Regions from separate parts of the Arachis hypogaea genome. Here region 1 is linked to region 2. A link is a contact called in public Hi-C data. All regions are on one chromosome and are shown on one strand. Each heading gives the region's core, a stretch centred on a gene start, on an enhancer-like site or on the middle of the called end of the contact. The rest is flanking DNA. Distances are from core to core; before and after follow the strand shown.

Region 1 (3,726 bases), core at 371-2,870, 210 kb before region 2:
TTTGGATATAATAAGTGAGTTTGGAAATGGCTGCTCAGGAAGGATTCGTTCTCCAGGGTTGAAGGAATCAAGCTGTAGCTTTCTTGTGCCATGCTTCCAAATGAAGTTGAAGGGAAAGTGAAAGGATATTCCATCTCTCCATTTCCCACCATATCTCTTTTAACTGTCATAATGGTCCCGAAAGTTGTCAGGCTTTCTTCTGATGTTTGTCTATGCTGAATTTCGTTACTATGACATTGCAGTTTCTCATGTTTGTCTGGCGATTTCGGTTGCGGAACAGCCTTGTTTCCCTGAGAACAGGTATGCCTTCCTTTGTAAGTTATGTCAAATATGGTAGGATCTTCGTCTGATCTCTGTACTTGCTTCGTGGCCCAGCACCCCTGAGTGTTCCGGAAGGTGCACCTATAATAACTTCTGCAAATGTCAAAATAGAATTTTAGTTACATGCTTGTACAAGTAAATCCATTGTTTATACATAAGAATTCTTGTGAAACTTGTCTCAAGCAGGATAAGGGAAATTCCTCACACCTGGGATATTTGGCACCAAGGATATCTTTCTGTCCATATTTTCTCCAGTTGTAACCATCTTCATGTGGTCCTTCAAGGCCACTCTCAAAGCTCACTCTCACTTGATCTACCCATTTGGCCATTGTCTTTCTGCAACAGAGTTTCAAAAAATTTATAGCAGTGTTAGTATAATTTATTAGACATAGCACATAGCTGATGTTTTTGTGGCAGAAAACTGCTCTTGCGAAATTTACCTTTTCTTTGAATCGTGTTTAAACTCTTGATTATGATCCTTGTCATCCCGCAGAGGACTTGCGCTGATAGATATTGGTGACTCTGAAAACAAGGTTGCTGTTGCTTGACTCATGTTCTGAGACTTGGAAGTTGATGCATTCCATCTTAGAATTAGCAGAGCTTTTTCATACGAAGATAATATCCTCTGCAGCAACAAATCTTTTGTGTCTGCTGAATATGTCGCATTCATGTCTTCCTTCAACCTTCTTGCTACCTCCATCCCCTGAACTAGCTCGTTGATGAGTATGTTCTGCTCCCAGCGCCCATCATTTTCCATTGTTGTAGTGTTTATCACCTTAACAAGATCAAGTTTGATGGTGCTTTGATAATTTGATGCACTAGTTCATCACTTCTACTCTGGAAAATGGAAATGCAGTCTTGTCAACCGGTATAGTTTCTTATTCTGCAGCAGGGTTGGGAGCTGAAGAAAAGTGCAATACGTTTGGAATAGTGAAGTACAGTAATCTATGATCATGGGCTTTGAAGCTCAAGTGGATTTGCTGAGTTTGAAGTTCGATGTTGGTGCAGAGAGAAGAAGGCGGGAGTGAAGCTTAAGAAGCAAATTTGGTTTGCTGAATGAAAGGATTGAATGCCTTTGTATTTAAAGGGAAACCATAATTGGATGTTTGAAAGTCCAACTTTGACTTGGAAAACGAGTTTTTCAGCTTAAGACTTGGTCAGTGAACAGTGATCACTAGAATGCTGACCCAGTCCACTTAACTCGATAAGTATTAAGTTACTGTGATATGCTTTCATGATGAAACATGTATATGGTTGCTGGGGTCACCACAAAAAACATATATATGGCTGACGGATTTTAATTGGAAAATGCATATCTTAAAATTTAATTAGTAATAATTTATTTTTAACTCTTATTAATATTCAAATAATTAACCTTCTTGCCATTCAAATGATTAATTTTATTATTCAGTTATTCAATAATAATCATTTAATTTATATATCGATTATTTTTACAAACAAATATTATATTTATTTTTAAAATCGTATTATAATTAAATTTGTTTACAAGATAAATCCTGATATACTTTAAAAGAATTTGTGTCTCTCTTTCGATATAAAAGTCTTCACTTTTAAGAAAAGTGGGAGGTAAAAGATCGACCGTCAAAAGCTGTGTTATACTAATAGAGTCTTAGAATTGAATTTATGTAATAAACTATTATTTATTACTACTTACATAACGTAATGACTAATGAGACTTATTTAGTTCATGTGAGGCATGATTACTTAAAATTAGAATGTCAAAGTTGGAAATTATAATGTATGAATGGTGGAGTCGTCCACAGAATTTTCATACTCCCTTCCGCGTTGTCGCTTTGATGCCTCACTAAGATTATTTTTTTCTTTGACCAATAGAAAGGGGAGTGTTGTATTATTTTCCTTTTATAAAAAATCTTACAAAGAAGAAAAAAAGACTACTGACGTGTACTATGGTTGTTGCCATCAACCGCATTTCTCAGTTGATTTTCACTCCATGTGCCCCAAAGTCAACATAAAAAAAATATATATTGATAGTACTCTCTGACGTGTCTATTTTTATTCACTAACCAAACTACACGTTTAAGGAAAAATTAATTGCTGCTTTAAGCAAATACAGTTACCTATGGGTTTTCATAATTATCCGTTCGTATAATTACCATAACATTAGACATGGACGTTGAGATCAATTCCCTAATGAACCTCAGAATCAACTCTCTTTCCATGTTCTAGTCCAGCGACGAGCTTTTTCTTATTTGACTCTTTCGTTGTATTTTGTACACCAATACATATACAGCTAATTAAAGAAAACAAAGTTCTTCCTGAAAACTCTTGAATGGGTCGTTTATACTTTAATTTGTAAATGAGATAGCTCGAATTATATAAAGTGCAAATATTAGTAAGAATTAATTTTAAAATGTTAAAACTCAAACTAATAATAATGTTACTTAAGAATTTATGAATTAAAGTGCAAATATTAGTAAGAATTATTTTTTTGAGTAATGTTACGTGTACACTAAAATCAGCCACAAAAGTCAACCATCAGTATAAAATACATGTTAAAATATAAATACATATTAAAAATAAATTAAACTACACATGTATTTATACACAAATATATTGATAGCTGATTTTAGTGGCTAAATTTAGTGTACAAATAATATTTTTGTATTTTTTTGTTTATATATGAAATTTATTATTTTAAAAGTTAAATTCAAATAAGAATTCCAATGAAAATGTAAATAGAAACTAATTTGGTTTGTTTAAATTTAGTTTAAACATTTTCATTATTTTTAAATTTTTCAATTATATTAAATGCATTATGTTAAATATTTTAATTTTTGACTCAATAATTTTAATTTATATTAGTTAGCAACTTAGCATTTTTAGTCAACAATTTAATACTTTGTTTAGTAAATTAATACTATATTTTTCTTTATTCAATACTTATAAATATTGTTCATTAACTGTTAATTAAGAATAATAAATTGTATTGGTCTTATAATATTGTTATGTTAAATAATTTTAATCAATATAGGATGATGGCCAAAAAATCATGCATTCCTGTTAGTCATCAAATATACGCGTAGTTTAGTAAATCTTTTTTAGCATCTATTTTTTAGTAAATTAAATTAAAATGACTTTCAATAAGCACAAGTAACTATAAGTATATTTGGTAAAATAATTTTTAAAATTTAAAAAAATTATAATAGATATTTCTTCAACAGGAAGACGTTTTTACTATAAATTGTGTCGATTTGAAAAAATTAGTTAAGACTAACAACAGATGCATATACGAACAAGTTGAAGTTGAAAGAAAGATAGTACAAGAGCATCGAAGTCGAAAAGCAGTTATTATATTTTCTTGAACATCAAAATTTGTTACTTGATCTTCAAGCTGAGTTGAAAACACGGGTGTAAAATTTGAGG
Region 2 (3,660 bases), core at 70-2,569:
TGAGAGCAGGGCCCAGCTTTGGTGTATTATTAGCTGAATGAAATCAGCCAAGTCTGGTCCCGTTGTTATCCTTGCCTTGCTGTATTAAGTGACATATTCATGCTTACTTTGGAGGAGTCAATGTCAATTCTCACTTCTCTCTTTGTCAAGTAATTTTCTACGGCTGCCAATCCACACCTAACTATAATTATTCTGAGGTCTACACTACTTTCGTTGCTCTCAATATTTTTTTTCATTTAAGAAACATGAACACCATGCTGATTTGAGTTTATTTTCCTTTTTCGACGGTGAGATCCGTTGCATATATGGTTATAATAAGAGTTTACGATCACAATGTCACTACAATATAATGTAAAATATTAGGATTAGAATATCTTTCTTGACTTGTTTAAGTAGTGTTCTATAACAAATAGGCTGCATTACATAATATTCATACTGATATATAGGTAATAGTGTAATACGGTAATCTGTAATAGGCAACACTCAAATTTCCGTAGCAATTATTACACACACATATCATAGCTAACCGAAATCTAGGACCTTGTTAATGGTTTCAATAACACCTGGCCTACATAGCAAATCACGCATAACTAACTTCATCTATCAAGAAAGCAGAGAATAACGAACTAAAGTAGTGCTTCCTTCCATATACATATATATGTTAATTTCTCTCGATCATCTCCTATGGAACTTGTTCGTTTTTGTCAACAACCCTCACTCCTTTTGCAGATCTGAGCACATTGGCCTGTTTTAAGAAATAAGAAATGGGTAGCAGGTCATTCATATGTATTGAGAAAGAAAGAGAAAGAGAAAGAGGAGGAGGGTATGATAATATTACTTGATCCTCAGTGATTTCGACTGCAAAGCCATCAACAATGACCAAAGAAGAAGTCTTCCTGTAGGTTCCAGGCTCAAGGCTGGTGGCCAACACTTCATCGTGCTTTCTGCTTATGTACAAATCAAGCTCGTGCGCCCCTCTCTTGCTTCTACATCCCCATAGACCAGCCAACACCATTACACCATATATATACTACTAATTAGTTAATGACAAGTGATAATATTAATATAAGAATGAACAACTTAATTATTAACAAACCGATCAGCACGAAGTCTCTCGTATTCTGGATCATAGCTCATGAACACAAAGTATGGCTCGCTTTTTCTGCTCCCCATTCAGAAGTACAATCCCTCGTGTATGTGATTGAAAGGAATGGAGGGAAATATCTACGATATAATGGTGCGTGTGTCTTCTGCTCCACCACCACTCGCTACCTATATATACTACAAAACAATAATAGAGAAAAAACAAAAAGAGGCCCACGTTGGTTTCAATTCGATTTGCACGAGTAGAGTTAATTCGTAACTTTTTTCCGTAACGCTTGCTAATTAACTAGCTCAATGCATGCAATTATAGAGGGAATTTATAATTTCATCATATGAATGATAGCTTTTTTTTTTCCGATTTTTCACAGTATTTTCAGTTTTTTCACCCCAACAATTCAAGGTTTTAATTAAAAATTTATCGTGGATCAATAGGTTGTTACATGTATAAGACAAAATTTAAATTATTGACATTTACTAAACGAATTAATGAGTTAATTAGTAGATCAAACAAAATTGATTTCATTTGAATGATAGCTACTCATAGTCATTTCCTTATTAATATAATGGAGAGATTTAATTAGATAGAATATTTAATAAAAATCGATGAGATGTGGTGAGCCTTAAAGATCCATGTTAATTCTTATAAGGTGGGAGGAGAGGGGATGATGAGAGAAGCACCGGTGTTCACACTTAGCTTGTACATGTACAGTGCACTATGAGATGTGTGTGTGTGAAGTCAAAGCTCACCCCTTTATTTAATCTAATCTACACCGGCTACATTAATAAAAAGGGTGAATTAACTAGGTAGGTGGCTAACTTTACATTACAATTTACAAATGAGTGATGATTGTTTCGAAAAACACAGCAGCAGATAGATCCAATCACGTGGTAGGCTTCCCAGTTGACGGCCACTGGTCAATCTATGCTCTTTTTTTGCAAATCGTGAAAAATTTAGAAAGTAATTATCATAGACTATAGTGACTGTAGGCATGATCATGTTTTAATGTGAGTCTTCCTTTATTAGCGAAACACATATTTTATGAAAATTATAAAATTATTAGTAATTAATTTCTCATTTTATAAGAATCTAAACTCGTTCTTGATTTGGTCACATCTGCCAAGCAACCATGTCATCTTCAATTCTTACATTCACTGCATAAGAGGATCCATCGAGGACATCCATATATAAGCCCAAAGCCCCAAAACAAAAATAGTTACATTTAGGGCCTTAAAGAATCGGGGATGTTGTTGTGAAAGCCCACTGGAAAAGTGATGGTACAACTTACAAGTGATCTATTGAGCAATACTTGCAAGTGTCATCCTCTTCTAGTGATTATGGAGGCTGAATCGAGCAGTGTTATTGGCACTTCAAATAATCAAAACGGAATCAGTAAACATCTAGATAATATAGTGAGGCATATTAAAACCTTACTAGAAAGAGATTGGGAGGTCAATCTAGTACATAACTTCAGAAATAGATGCACAGACTTCTTGGCATAAAAGGGGTCTGGAAATGCAGTAAAATTTTATGCTCATACATGTTCCTCCAAGTAGTCTTCGACAAATTATTGATGATGATCGTAGAGTGGTTATTTTACCCCCAAGAATTGTAATTCGGTAGTTTGGACTTCCGTCTAATACCAAAAAAAAAAAAAAAGTTTCATCTTCTTCTTTGACCTTTCATTAGCACTAGACTAAAAATGAAAAGTGATAACCGTTACAATGCATCACATATTATTTATTATGCAATCTATTGACTATTGGAGTGACATAGAACGGGTTGCATTGTGTTTTCAAATTTTATTTTATTTTATTTTTAAATACCCACTTATCAACATCCTGTGAATAAATTTATAAAAAATAAAAATAAAAATTATAACTAATTTGGTCAATAAACTTATTACTTGTCACTTATCAGTATAACTTGGTAATTGCAAAATGATTTACCTTATTATGATTATTTATTAATCTCCACTCTAAGTAACTGATTATTTTACAACTGTACTTCATCATAAGTCACCTGTAAAAGAAATATCTAAATTTGGAAAAATTATGCTTTTGAATCTCATATACTTCAAAATTAAAATAGACTTATACTAATTTAAGTGTAAAAATACTTTTTGTAGGTACTCGTATTCCTGTGTTATATCTTGTCAAACAAAGAAGAAACGGGCTCTTCTAGTCCTCCTCTTCACCCAAAATGAAACATACCTCAGGATATATAATAAAAAACATAATAAAAAATAAAAATAAAAAAACAAAAAATAAATCATAATATATATCTATGATTAGTCGAATTTATTGCTTTCAAACATACTCTCTTCCCCCTAAATTACACGAGAGCTTATCTCATATCCATGTTTTAAACCCTAAACCCTAAACCCTAAACCCTAAACCCTATTAGAGGGTTTAGGGTTTAGGGTTTAGGGTTTAAACATCCTTATTTTATTTGATTAGACAAAAATACTCTTTTAAATCAATCAAATTTTAGAATTCAATTGATCCTAATTTTATAATTTCAATTAATTTAAACAACAAAACAAAAACATATTAAAA

The links. Hi-C and Micro-C count contacts between places; a contact is called where the count stands out from the background.
Region 1: a contact with region 2 is called in a Hi-C map of leaf, with 1.5 times the contacts expected there. The contact joins the promoter of LOC112732449 here to the promoter of LOC112735977 in region 2. A contact is called at or near these places in 2 of 8 Hi-C or Micro-C datasets (leaf and an unstated tissue).

The regions. Positions count from the first base shown.
Region 1 is chr13:101,833,988-101,837,713 of arahy.Tifrunner.gnm2.J5K5, reverse strand. LOC112732449 (probable WRKY transcription factor 41) reads right to left here and starts at 1,620. Exons shown (of 3, transcript XM_025781170.3): 1 at 762-1,620; 2 at 529-657; 3 at 1-414. The coding sequence starts at 1,078.
Region 2 is chr13:101,622,461-101,626,120 of arahy.Tifrunner.gnm2.J5K5, reverse strand. LOC112735977 (subtilisin-like protease SBT2.5) reads right to left here and starts at 1,319. Exons shown (of 3, transcript XM_025785372.2): 1 at 1,097-1,319; 2 at 839-986; 3 at 348-745. The coding sequence starts at 1,173. The coding sequence ends at 683.